Linked DNA regions of Canis lupus: region 1 is linked to region 2. Evidence: chromatin contacts called from public Hi-C data. All regions are on one chromosome and are shown on one strand. The core of a region is the stretch at or near the end of the contact, and the rest is flanking DNA. Distances in the headings are between cores, read along the strand shown.

Region 1 (3,448 bases), core at 597-3,096, 140 kb before region 2:
CTGGACACCCAAGAGGGCAGCTGCATTATCCACAGTTGCCAAAACTGCAGAAGCAATCAAGATGCCCTTCAGGAGTTAAATGCATAAATGAACTGTGGTTGGTCCAGATAATGGAATATTCTCAGCACCAGAAAAAAAAAAAAAAAAAAAAAAAGCTATCAAGCCAAGACTTAGAGGAAACTTAAATGCCTTCACTATTCTGTGTGAGGCTAGAATGATAGATACATTATATGTTTGCCAAAACCAGTAGAATATAAATACCAAGAATGGACCCTAATGTAACCTATAGGCTTGGATGATAATGATGTGTCTTGCAGGTTCATCAAAGGTGACAAATGTACCACTCTGGGAGGGGGGATGTTGGTAGTGGAGAAGGCTGTGCATGTGAGCAGGTCAGGCAGTAAGTGGGAAATCTATGCCTTCCACAAATTGTGTGAACCCAAAACTGGGTTCACAGGGATCCCTGTGATCACAACCTAAGCTAAGGCAGACGCTCAACCACTGAGCCACCCAGGTGTCCCAAGAGACTCTTAATCATAGGTAACAAACTGAGGGGTGCTGGAGGGGTGAGGTGTGGGAGATGGGGTAACTGGGTGATGGGCATGAAGGAAGGCACCTGATGGAATAAGCATTGGAGGTTGTATAAGACATGAATCGCTGAACTCTACATCTGAAATCAATAATACATTACATATTAATTGAATTTAAATAAAATTTTAAAATAAAAGATTTTTTTTAAGTTGAAGGGAGAGAGGAGAGACAAAAATCCAGAAAACTTTTTATTAAAAAAAAAAAGAACTTCTATAGCTGTTATGGACTGAATGTCTAGGTCCTCCCCACCCAAATTCAGATGTTGAAACTCCCAATGTGATGGTATTAGGAGGTGGGGTCTTTGGGAGGTGATTAGGATATATGAGGTTATGATGAGGTCATGTACACATTTTATAAAGTGAAATTAATATGGTTTAGGATATTTTGTTCATCTTTTGGTTAAACAATTTTACCAAGTTTTAGAAAATTGGTTAGTTTTGGGTTATGTGCATTTTGCCTCAATAAACCAAACAAGGTCCGTCTAACTCAGACTCATGCATTTAAATGATGTGACATAGGGGCGCCTGGGTGGTTCAGCTGGTTAAGCCTCTGATTCTTGATTTTGGCTCAGGTCATGATCTCAGGGTCGTGATCTCAGGGTCATGAGATCCAACCCCATATCAAGCCCCAGGTTGGGTTCCCCACTCAGCAGGAAGTCTGCTTGATATCTTCTCTCTCCCTCTGACCTCCCTCCCCATCCCCCATCATGCTCTCTCTTGCTCTAAAACAAATAAATCTTTTTTAAAAATCAAAAAATAGGGCAGCCCCAGTGGCTTAGCTGTTTGGTGCCACCTTCAGCCCAGGGCGTGATCCTGGAGACCTGGGATCGAGTCCCATGTCGGGGCTCCCTGCATGGAGCCTGCTTCTCCCTCTGCCTGTGACTCTGCCTCTCTCTCTCTAATAAATAATAAAATCTTTTTTAAAAATCAAAAAATAAATGATGTGACATAAAATAACACTCTACTGCTCTTCATCCTGGAGCCCATCTTTTCATTATTTCACAGACACTGTGCTGTTCTCAAGAATCCAGACAGTGGCAGCAGAGACCAGCGTTTTCCTCGAGGACCCTAGGAAGCCTTGCCAGATTGCGCAGAGCATTTCTGCAGTGTGGAAGCCTATTGTTAAATTGTTCTGAGGGCGCCAGGGTGGCTCACTCCATTAAGCATCAGAGCCTTGGTCTGGCTCAGGTCATGATCTCCCAGTTGTGGGATAGAGCCCACCCTCATACCCCCTACCCAGGCCAGGGCTCCGTGCTCAGCCAGAGTCGGCTTCAGATTCTCTCTTTTCCTCTGCCCCTCCTCGCCTGCTGCCCCTCCCCCCTCTCGCGCAGTGTTCTCTCCCCCTCTCTCTCTTTCTCTCTCTCGCTCTCTCGCTCTCTCCAATAAATAAATAAAAATCAATTGTTCTGGATTTATTCACAGCAGTGATCGCAGCTAAGAAGAAGGAGGAGCCTCTGAGGTCCAGGACAAGAGGGGCAGGATGGAGGAAGCTGCCAAACTAGGTGGAGTTCTGGGCAGTATTTCCACCCCACCGGGAATGATAATGGATCACCAGATCTTGGACCAGTGGATTCACTTAACAGTAACAAAATCTAGCTGCGTCTGTGTGGGGCATGGCAGAACCCAGTGACTGACACCCAGTGTTACTACGTCTCCTTATAAATTTTAGGATATGTCACCTTACCTCTCTGAGGCTGCTTCTCTGTCAAGTGGAAAAACTAGCTCCTGCTTCCTAGTGTCCCTGTGAACATTAGGCAAGATGATACCTAAGAAGCACCAGTTGCACAGTAGGTGCACCTGAAATTGTATCTCCCTAGTATCTCTCAGATAATGGCCATCTCTAAACCCTCACCCATGTGTTCCCTTGATGAGGGAGGAGAAGGCCAATTGAGGGCCAAGCACAAGCTGACACCCCCACAAACCACCCCCCTGGCCCTCAGGGATGTGTGTGACGTTCCTCAGGCACTCCTGGCTGCCCTAAAACTAAGGGAAGAAAAAAAAAAACAAATGGTTAACTCATAGAGATCACTATCCTGTAGGACAAGAGTCTCCATCAGTTTACAAATGTCTTAGTGATTTACAAGAAAAAAAGCATTCTTACCACTAGCCTAACTTCCCATAGAAACCCATAGACTCCATTTCTTGGAGCCCTTACATCACCTGCCTCTCCATAGTGATGTAAGAAACAAAGACAGAAAGGAATGTAAATAAAACTAAATTCCCTTAAAACCTGCAGCCCATTGATAAATACTTGAGATAGGCAGAGTATAACATTCCTCCAGGAAACTCCCGACTGTCTCAATGCCTTATTAGAGGGAAAAACAACCTTCTTTTGATCATAACCAGGCCTCCAGTATCCGGCAAGTCTCTAGCATGTCAAAGTCCTCTTGGACACCTCCTCCATCTCCCAATGTATAATCAGTCACCCCTCACACTTATAACGCAGCTCTTTCAGTCCATGGGTCCTGTCCCTGTGCTTTAATAAAACCACCTTTTTTTTTTGCATCAAAAACCTCTTAGGAGTTCTTTCTTGGTGATTGGCTCTGGACCCCAACATCCCAAACCACATCACCCTTACTGGGGAGGGCAGGCAGAAAGAGTCACTTGGTACACTGTTGAGGACACAATCATCAAACCTCTGAGGGGACGCTGCAGCTGACAAAATTCACACATTCCCCTTCATGCTATTCCTGGATGTCAGGAGAGGAGAAGTGACTTTTGCTGGCACATTGTTATAGCAGAAGACAAGAGACACTCTAACTGAACTACTAGGTAATAAAATGTGAAAATATTGAAAGGAATGAGATGATCTATATAGGCCTCTCTGGAACAATCTTGGATACATAGGTAGGTAGGTA
Region 2 (3,187 bases), core at 419-2,918:
GGGGTGGGAGAAGCAGGGGAGGTCCCGGTGGTCACTGAGTGTGCTCTCTAGCAGGAGGGTAACTGGCAAGCAGCGGAGGAGCCTGGAAGGCCTGGTGGTGGGAGGACATATGTAACTAGAGGGGCAGCCCTCTCCCAACTGGTGGCTGCAAGAACCCCTGGGAGGGGAAAGTACCTACTAGGGGTGACAGGGAGGGACCCCCCATCTCCTTGGGCCGGGGGATGTGCATTCTACGTGATGGAACAGCCCAGTGAGTAGGACGCGTAGGACCCAAAGCCAGGCGCACCCGCATTTCTCTGCTCTTTCATCCCTTCCTTAGGACGGACCCCTGCTGCTCCTTCTAGCAGACCCTGCTCATCTCAGCTCAGCAGTCGCCAGTCCCTCATCTGCCAGGTAGTCTGGCCTCCTCCGGGTCCCAAGAAGCTGGTCTGATCCAGATGACCAGTGTGGAGGGTAACAACATGGGTCCTCTGAGGATGACACTGCGGGAACGTGTCCCTGGGTCTGAGGGTCCGGACAGACCCAGGGGTGTGAGCATCTGCAGGGGTCTCCCCACAACTGCTCTCCATGGCCTTTCTCAACCTCCCCCCATTGTTTCTCTAATTAAACCTACACTAGTTGAAGCAGCTGAGGGCTCAGTTCTTCCATTCATGGGGGGGCAAGGGTGCCAAGAATCATAAATGCCACTTAATTCTAGCGACAACCCTGTAAGGAGCTTCTGTTATGCTGCCCACTTTGTAGGTGAAGAAACTACAGCCTAGAGAGATTGACAGTTTGCCCAAGGTCACACAAATGACAGTGCTGAGGTTTGACTCATTCCAAAGTCTGTTTTGTGTGTGTACAAAGATTCAGGTCTCCTGGGACACCTGGGTAGCTCAGTGGTTCAGCATCTGCCTTTGGCTCAGGTCCTGATCCTGGGGTCCTGGGATCGCATCAGACTCCCTGCAGGGAGCCCGCTTCTCTCTCTGCTTATGTCTGCCTCTTTCTGTGTGTCTCTCATGAATAAATAAATGAAATCTTAAAAATTAAGTCAGCTCCTACTCATAACCCAAGCAAAGTCATGAGCAAGCATGGAAGGACATTTTACAGAACACCTGGCTAGTACCCTTCAAAACTATCGAGATCATGGAAACAAGGAAAGTCTGAGAAATCAGTTAGCTGGGGAGACAGGGCAACTCCTTGCAACATGGCTCCTGCTGGACTCCCGGAATAGAAAAGGACTCCGGATGAGTGGGACAACGTGAATGGCCTGGAGTCCAGTTAATAGCATTGTTCCAACTTGAAGGATTTGTCACAGATGTGCTGAGGTCATAAGAGGTTAACAGTAGGGGAAGCTGGAAGAGGCAGGTGGGCACTCTCCACCTGCAACTTTTCTCCAAACATAAAATTATCGCCTATTTAAAAAGTTCAGAATTAAAACATCCAATTTTTCGGTGGCACTTCCTTGGATGAGCACCTGCCATAACCTCATCCACATCCCCCTCGCTCCTCCCACAAGCCAACCTCACACCTTCCACCCCCTGCTCCGGCGCCTGCTGCCTTCTCGTCCGGCTCGGAGAGTGACGTCACCACGCAAGAGGCGAATCGCGAGCCCGAGGTGTTACCATAGTGACCGCGGACCCGCTCAGCGACGCCCACAGTGAGGACCGAGCCCTGCCACAACTGACCGCCAGGTCGGCGAACAGGTCGACCCCTGTGGCAGGACTTGGCGAGTGAGGGGCCAGGGGAAGGAATCAGGAACGCCTGAGTCGGAGACTTTTCTCATTCCCAGGGGCCCTCTCGTTTCTCTGCCCCTCAGAGACTACAACACCCAGAAATCCCTGGACCTCTTAGGCCGTCCGTCTGGCGGTTGCCCTGGAGACAGCGAGACGCCGGAAGACCGACGCATGAGGCGGGACCAGGCTGGAAGGAGGGTTCCGATTGGCAGAGCCGCCGCACCGGCGGCTTTAAACGACCCGTAGGGCGGTGCGCATTGAGTTGGCCCTGCTCCCAACCTCGGTCCGTGGTGCCCGGAGGTCCGTAGGCCTCGGTCATCCGGAGGGGCGCCGGGTCTGCTCAGGCGGGGCGCTCCCGGCCTGGCTCCTGAGGCCGGAAGTCCGGGCTCGGAAGAAGAGCCTCGGGAGGTGAGTGCGAGCCGCGTTTCCCACACCCCGATTTCCCTTGGGATTCCAAAGCTTCTGGTCACGATCCGCGTGTGATGTCATGGTTCCCCACGGCGAGGAGAGGACAAAGTTGAAGAGGTCGTGGATTCTGACCCGCGCGCCCTCCCATCTAGCCGTTCCCCCTACCCCCCACGCGGGAAGTTTGGCCCCAAACTGTTTCATCCTCTGTGGGCCTCAGTTTCCCCTGTTGTGACATGACCTTTGGAGCCTCTCTACCCCTTACTAGCTCCAACCCCGGAGGAGGTGCGCACTCTGTGCCTCAGTTTCCCCATCTGAATTAGGGATGATGATAGAATTTGAGTTTCTAATGAACCTTTAGACGGTGCCCCGCTCACAGTGACCCCTTAATGTTAGTGTCTGATTGTCATCATCATCATCATCATCTTTTGTTCAGGAATTTGGACAAGTTCTATTCCTCACCCAGGAGACTCAGTATGTTGACCTGAGAAGTGAATGCGGTGGGTTATGAGCGCTAATCTTGCCTCTCAGCACACAACCCATGAGTGTGCTCCCTGAGGGATGCTCTAGGGTTTGGTGGTGAGACGCTGGAATTCCAGAGACCTGCCCTTGTCACGTCCACTGCTCATTGGCCCTGGTCAGTTCTTGTCCTCGATGAGCTCTGAGTTTCCTCCAGTGGAACCTGCCGGGATGGACCTGCAGTTCTAGCTTCTTGTCCAGGCACTACTCTACCTTTGCTGGACCAGCTGTCTGGCAAGACTGCATCATCTGTAGGATAACCAGGGCACCGGTGCTTGGTTGACTTGGAGGTCACTTTCTTTTTTTTTTTTTTTTTTTTATTTATGATAGTCACACAGAGAGAGAGAGAGAGGCAGAGACACAGGCAGAGGGAGAAGCAGGCTCCATGCACCGGGAGCCCGACGTGGGATTCGATCCCGGGTCTCCAGTATCGCGCCCTGGGCCAAAGGCAGGCGCCAAACCGCTGCGCCACCCAGGGATCCCTGGAGGTCACTTTCATTGCAGTCAGAAGATGTGGTGCTCCTGCCTTCACCCCACCTTACCCTCCC

The links. Hi-C and Micro-C count contacts between places; a contact is called where the count stands out from the background.
Region 1: a Hi-C map of skin fibroblasts shows a contact between it and region 2, with 2.4 times the contacts expected there. The contact joins two enhancer-like sites. A contact is called at or near these places in 6 of 9 Hi-C or Micro-C datasets (amygdala, blood, liver and 1 more).

Annotation. Positions count from the first base shown.
Region 1 is chr1:102,565,224-102,568,671 of UU_Cfam_GSD_1.0, reverse strand. No RefSeq gene overlaps it. Among named protein-coding and RNA genes, the nearest start is that of ZNF787, 35 kb to the right of the region's middle. Within about 2 kb of position 1,846, at least 5 of the 20 cell types and tissues checked have an H3K27ac peak or open chromatin away from gene starts, as enhancers often do.
Region 2 is chr1:102,425,947-102,429,133 of UU_Cfam_GSD_1.0, reverse strand. EDDM13 (epididymal protein 13) reads left to right here. Exons shown (of 17, transcript XM_038527678.1): 17 at 320-626. The coding sequence ends at 344. Among named protein-coding and RNA genes, the nearest start is that of EDDM13, 29 kb to the left of the region's middle. Within about 2 kb of position 1,668, at least 11 of the 20 cell types and tissues checked have an H3K27ac peak or open chromatin away from gene starts, as enhancers often do.